Regions from separate parts of the Mus musculus genome. Here region 2 is linked to region 1. Evidence: chromatin contacts called from public promoter capture Hi-C data. All regions are on one chromosome and are shown on one strand. The core of a region is the stretch at or near the end of the contact, and the rest is flanking DNA. Distances in the headings are between cores, read along the strand shown. Region 1 holds the start of Vrtn (vertebrae development associated). Region 2 overlaps Ltbp2 (latent transforming growth factor beta binding protein 2).

What was found. Promoter capture Hi-C pulls out the DNA fragments that hold promoters and counts their contacts.
Region 2: a contact with region 1 is called in a promoter capture Hi-C map of embryonic stem cells, with 2.5 times the contacts expected there. The contact joins the enhancer-like site here to the promoter of Vrtn in region 1. A contact is called at or near these places in 2 of 39 promoter capture datasets (the C10 cell line and embryonic stem cells), 4 of 484 Hi-C or Micro-C datasets (bone marrow-derived macrophages, brown adipocytes, cerebral cortex and 1 more), 2 of 115 datasets of contacts at active chromatin or transcription factors (both in embryonic stem cells) and 2 of 9 other capture datasets (adipose tissue and embryonic stem cells).

The regions. Positions count from the first base shown.
Region 1 is chr12:84,641,302-84,644,624 of GRCm38.p6, reverse strand. Vrtn (vertebrae development associated) reads right to left here and starts at 1,729. Exons shown (of 2, transcript NM_001033776.2): 1 at 1,681-1,729.
Region 2 is chr12:84,857,303-84,860,649 of GRCm38.p6, reverse strand. All of the region lies in intron 2 of Ltbp2 (latent transforming growth factor beta binding protein 2), which reads left to right. Among named protein-coding and RNA genes, the nearest start is that of D030025P21Rik, 17 kb to the left of the region's middle. Within about 2 kb of position 1,934, at least 23 of the 459 cell types and tissues checked have an H3K27ac peak or open chromatin away from gene starts, as enhancers often do. A contact at or near this core is called in embryonic stem cells, where this site is marked.

The DNA of each region.
Region 1 (3,323 bases), core at 480-2,979:
AGTACCCACATGGCAGCACCTAACCTCCATAATCCCAGTTTCGGAGAATCCAACCCTCTGCCAACCTCCACCGGGCACCAGGCATGAATGTGGTACACAGACATATATTCAAGTAAAACACTCATACACATAAAATAAGTAATAAATAAGCGAGTCTCTGATTTTAAAAGGGAGTGTAAGGGGCTGCTGGGCGGGAGCTTGCCTAGCATGCAAGAAGCCCTGGATTCCATTTCTACCAGCACATAAACACGTGTGGCGGTGAATGCCTGTAATTCCAGAACAGGAAACCCCACACTCACCTATAATTTCAGCACATGAGAAGTGGAGGCAGGAGGATCAATGTCCAAGATATGTGAAGTTGGTCTGGATACTTCAGACCCGGTCTCCAAATGAAACAGGCTGGCACTACCGATAGCCCCAATTCACAGGTGGAGAAACTGAGGCATTTGGCAGCACCCTAATTTGTTCAAGGTATCACAAATGAGCTAGCTAGCCAGCCTCCCCTCCAACACAGGCCAATCTGCCTAACTCCAGTAACTGCCAAGCAGAGGCACTCCTTTGAGAAGAGCTTTTGAAATTAGAAAAGAGAATATTTTCTTCTTTGGCTTCTCAGACCTGGTCCTCAGAGCTTAACACATTGTTTTAATTTGCCCCCCATTTTAAAAATGAGTTTTCATATAAGTGCTTAAGTTTAACAAGCTGTATGCTTAAAAGAAATGCACTCGAATGTGAATTGTGGTTGGGTCAAGGTGAGGAGGAAAAGAATTTTAAAGCGCTGAAGGAACCGCCAGAATTTTACCTGACAGCAAGAACATAGAGCCTTTCCAATAGTGATAATCAGAAGCATCCTTGGGTAACATTCTAAGCTCTAAAGATCTTCAAAGTGTGTACATACTAAGGGAAAAAAAAATACAGCACAGTGGTGGCGGCACATGTATGCCTTTAATCCCAGTCGAGGCAGGAGAATTTGAGTTCCAAGCCAGCCAGGGCTACACAGAGAAACCCCGGACTCAAAAAGCCAAAAACCAAAACTGAACCCCCAAAACCAAGCTCTAAAGACAAAGAGTTCCTCGCTGTCACATATATTCCAAGAAAGGGGATAATATTCCTTCTGTTTCCTTCCATGATGTCACTTTCTTAAGTGGTGTTACACAGCTGCACGCAGACGAGCATTTTGAGATACTTTGCAAACAAAATTAGGAAAATAGCTGCCACTTACCGACTCTGCACTAACCCATTTAACCAAAGTCTCAGAAAGAACAATTTAAACTGTGCGCGTGACTCTTCCTGCCTCCACTCCTGAGTGCCTGCTCAGAAGTGCAGCGTCCCCCCTCGCCCGCCCCCCCCCCGCCCCCGTGATCACAAGTGGGCTTTTGTGGGGGTGGACATTTGATTTCAGGTTTTCTCTGAGGTAATTTTATTACTCTGCGGGTCTCACCTTCCCTCCGCAGCTCTGTCACACCTACCCGGATCAATATTCCTGGCTCACACCTGGAGAAGGAGGCGGCTCAGCAGGAGTTAAGAAAGCACAGCTATTAAAAGCTGCCAAACCTTAGGCGCCGAACCACTGCAGTCCTCCGAGGCGTTTGTTTAAATGATCCAGAGAATCTGACATTTTGAGATACACCTAGTCACTTTGTAGACAAGGAAACGGAGGTAGAGAGAATAAAGCTGACTTGCCTGAATTCCTCCAGTGTCCAACACAGCGTCGGATGCAACACACTTCCAGCACACAGACCTTAGCCCCTCCCCACCCTACCCGGGCCTACTGTCCTACCTCATCTTCCCTGGCCTAGTCACATCCAACTCCACCCTATTTCTTTCCTCCTTTCTTTCCCCCCAAAAGGAGATGTTAGTAGGTAAAAACCCCACTTCTGGCCTCCTCAAAACGCTCGCCGAGAGCAGCCTGCTATCTCAGCGCTTGCGAGGCTATCGAGTTCAAGTCCAGCCTACGCTATATAGGAAGAGGCTGTTTCTAAAATAAAATTAAAAAGTAGCTTCAAAAGAAAACCTAAACTCGCACCATCCCTCAGCCAGGCTGGACCACTCGAAGGCAGCCAGTGTGGAAAAGGCAGGCGGCTGCAGGAGGAAGCCCTTAAGTAGATAATCGGTGATGGAGTTCAGCTGCGGCGCTTTGGTTAAAGGTGCCCTTCATGAAAGGCACTCAGGGCCAGAGTAGCTACTCCCAGGTGCACCGAAGAAGGAATGAGTCCAGTGTATGGCTGGCCTCCCCGAACCCCCCACATAGCTGCTGGAAAGGGTCTGTAAAAGTACTAAACCAATGAGGCGCACCCTCCCTCGCCCCCCTACCCCCGCGATACAAACTTCAAGTTGGAGGGGAGGGAGCAAAGCCGGGGCATCAGTTTCTAAACGTGTTAGCGCCTGGAAAGGACTCCGGACTCTCATAGGATACGTGGATGGGAAAAGCACTCTCACCTTTACTCGGGCTAGCTTCCCTGTCGCATGAGCTCCCCATTTGCAAATAGATGGAGCTTCAGAGCCGGGTTCCAGCCTCCAGCCCCCGTATTTTAGGAGGGGTAAATCAGGGCTCTGTATGGGACCCGGAAGGGAAAGGCTGGAGGGCCTGCCTGTAGAACAAATTCATTCCCTACCAATTGTAACCTGGGCTCCAAGGAACCCGACTGGAATCCAGTGCTCTCTGGAGACCTCCCCCACTCTCCCTGTCCCTCTCAAAGCACATTGCAGTCTCTGTAATCTACTGCACCCACAAGTATGTGGGCCACGTGGTTAAGGCTCAATAAGGCAGTAGAGTTTGATCTACCACAACCAACCTGGACAGCCAGCTAACTCTTCAGCCAGCCTCGCTCCAATCACCGGGGCACACCGGCTTGGCTGCCCAGGCTGCATGACCAAGGGACTGCCAGCCATCTTGGTTCCCTCCCCTGTGTCCTGGAGACCCAACTAGGCATAGGAGGACACTGTAGAGAATCACTGGCAGGTCTTTAGATGCTAACTTCCCAACAAAACTCCCACAACCAAGTGAGCGCTAACGGGTGCACCTGAGGCCATCAAACTAAGAGCCTCCTCCGGGGTTACCCCAAGTTCAGTCGCTTGACTGGACCCTATGTCTCTGAAAGGGACGGAAAAGAGTGAGGGCTACCAGTCACCCTTGGGGGGTGCCAGGAGACGGTGGGTGGTAGAGAGCTGGCCCACCTGGAGCTGCAGAAGTCAGGGACCTAACCTGAGAAGATCTTTGTGGTCTGGGGAGGAGCTTGAGGCTATACCATTGTGCTTGCCGGGTGGGGAGGGAAGACAGGATAGTCGGTGGGGGTGGGGAAAGGGCTGGAGGTGTGGGGGTAGGG
Region 2 (3,347 bases), core at 685-3,184, 220 kb before region 1:
CTCTACCAGTAACTAACCAGAGAACCACTAGAGTCTTAGAACCTACATGGGGTTAGTTTCTCCAATGCAAATTGTAATCTCTCCACAAGCAAAACCAGATGTTTGAGGTGGGTATAAAAGTCCACAGCCAGGGCTAGAGAGATGGCTCAGCAGTTAAGAGCACTGACTGTTCTTCCAGAGGTCCTGAGTTCAATTCCCAGCAACCACATGGTGGCTCAAAAACCATTTGTAATGGGATCTAATGCCCTCTTCTGGTTTGTCTGACGATAGCTACAGTGTACATATATATTAAAGTCCACAACCAGACAGTGGTGGCACACACCTTTAATCCCAGCATTTGGGAGGCAGAGTCAGGAGGATCTCTGTGAGTTTGAGGCCAGCCTGGTCTACAGAGTAAGTTCCAGGACAGCCAGGGCTAAACAGTGAAACCCTGTCTGGAAATATAAAAACAAAACAAAACAAAACAAAACAAAACAACAGCAGTAGCAGCAGCAGCAGCACAAGTCCACCAAGGTTGGGGTTTCTCTCTTCAGCAGTCTCAGCCCTGCCTGGAGCTGTTTCTCCTTAGGTGCTGAGCATTTTACCTTTTGCTACTTGTAAAAAGCCCCTGCTACAAGCCAGGGATTCTGAGCTGGCCTTTTGCTTTTGATACGTTTTGAAATCTGTGCTCATTTATTTCCCACCGGTCTCCTTTAAACACAGTCATTGCTCCCAGCTCTCATGGTGTCACTAGATTCCATGCATTGGTACAATATCAGAAAGGCCCGCACGATGGCCCAGCTGGTAAAGGCACTTGCCACACAAGCCTGATGACCCGAGTTTGATCTCCAGAGCCCAATAAAGACCGAAGAGAACTGACTCTAGAAAGGTGTCCTTTGACCTCCACACTTGCTTCCCCACCATCCCATATACATTCACACTGAACATAAATAAAAATAGAAATGAAAGAGCTGCGTTAATGACCAGGTTTTCATTTTTTCCAAATGGAGGGAATTAGGGGAATTAAAAAAGAATTGCCATATACTACCACCTTTAATTATAGACACCATTTTAGAGGCCGGGGCAATGACTTGAGGATAGAGTGCCAGCTGTGTAACATGAGGACCAGAGCTTAGTGTCCAGCACCAGCATAAATGCAGGATGCTCTGACAGCCTGCGTGCAATCCCATGCGTCAGACACGTGGGCTAGCTGGAACATGATGGCGAGGTAGCCTAGCCACATGGTGAACTCTAGGTTTTAGTGGTGAGAACCCCTGCTTCATTCTAAGGTGGAATGTGATCAAGGAAAACACGCATTGTCATCCTCTGGCCTCCACATGCACATACCAGAACATACATGTGCACCCACCCACATGTGAACACACACATACGTGCCAAAAGAAAATTTAAAAGAGCATACACATACACACACACACACACACACACACACACAACCAGTAAAAACTGTCAGAACTTTCCTTCTCTTAGCTAGGCAATTGAGGCCACCATAGTGGATCATTTTGGGTGCCTTTGTAAAAGAGAAAAAGAGGAGTTCATGATCCAGTCTCATAATACATGTGATTGGCTCAGAACAAACCAGACACTGCAGTCTGGTGATATATACAAAACAGGCTGATGAGATCTGGTCCGAAGCTCAGACCCTCCCTCAGCCAGCTGGGAACGGTCATCTTCCCAGGAAGGTGTTTATCTATCAACACAGCTGGCTGCTCTGGAAGTCGTATGACTTTCATCTGTGATGATGTAACAGACAGCGGAGATGATGTATCCAGTTTCCCTTCTGATTTCCCATTCCCCGTGAGCTGTTCGTTGGACCAATCAAACACCTACACGAGAATGGAATTCCTGGTTGAGAAAAGCCCTTCCAGCAGCGTCAGGACCCCACCAGGTGGGGCTTCCTCAGTAGCCTGCTCACATTTAGCTCTGTATCCTCATTGGTGTTGTCAAGACAGCCTTGGCGAATAAGGCAGAACCAGAACTGAGTGGTGGAAAGAGATGCAGGGGCTTAGCTTGCCAGGCTGGGCGTCTCAGATTTCCAGAGAGTGAAAGATGTTATTGTTTACACCAAGGGTGGGTCATCCTTGGGACGCAGAGCAGGAAGGGAGGGTAGAAGCTAAGCATCAAAAGCCACCTTTGAGGCAGGGGTCAGAGGTTGAGCTGCAAGACCCTCCTCTCATGCATACCAGGCTTTGGGTCTCTGCTGGATGGAAGGGGTGGGTCCACATGACTTCTCCATTCCTTAAGCGAAAACCAGACTCAAGATGCGCCCAGGGCGTGTCTGCCTTCCTCAGTGTTTGTCTGCTGAGCTGGCCCTAGCAGAGAGTGTCTGTGGCTGAGATGGTGCTGGGGTGGGCCTGGGCAGGTGCTCATGTGGTAGCTAGTTGTATTTGGACAGACGGACGATGGCTAGGCATTGGCCAAAATCTTGTGCTTGGCAGTTTGTGCTTGGGAAAGGGTTTGATTTACAATTCTCTGGAATTATCTGCTTACGTGGGGATCAGGCACCTGAAAGAAAGGGACACTGAGGCACCAAAGAAGATACCCTCACCTTAGGATCTAGCTCGTGGTCAGAATCCTTCAGTTGTTGTTTGAATAGGTTTGACCCCCATAGATTCATTTCTTTGAGTGCTCAGCCATCAGGAGTGGCGCTATTAGGAGGTGTGGCCTTATTGAGGGAGGTTTGGTCTTGTTGGAGGAAGTGCTTCACTGTGTAGGAGGGCTTTGAGGTCTCCTGGTACTCAGGCTCCACCCAGTGAGAAAGAGCGCCTCCTCCTGGCTAACTGCAGAAGACAGTCTCCTCCTTTCTGTCTGTGGATCAAGATGTAGAACTCTCAGCTCCTTCTCCAGCACCCTTCTCCTGCAGCTGCCAAGCTTCCGGCCATGATGATAATGGACTGAACTTGTGAAACTGTAAGCCAGCCCCAATTAAATGCTTATGTTTATAAGAGTTACCTTGGTCATGGTGTCTCTACACAGCAATAAAACCCAAACTAAGACACTCTTCTTACTACCCACTGATTGGGCAGCCTGGCCCTCAAATAGCCTTGCTGGGCAGGATTTCCAACCATCTCATCCTGTGAACAACTGGTCAGCATCACTTACTTCAGGAAACTTTCCCTAACTATCACTCTATCCTGCCTGAGTAATAGGCTCTGGCCAACATCACGCTTGTTCTGTGGATCTATGTGTCCTTTCTGCACAAGTGCACGAGAAACATTTCTATCATATCTCAGACCTTGTGAGTGCTCTAAGAATACTTATCAAAGCAGGTACATGAGCTGGCTGGCACACATCTTCCCTCATAATTTGAATTTTACCATGTGACTTTAGAAGGGCAAACAGGCCTGGAG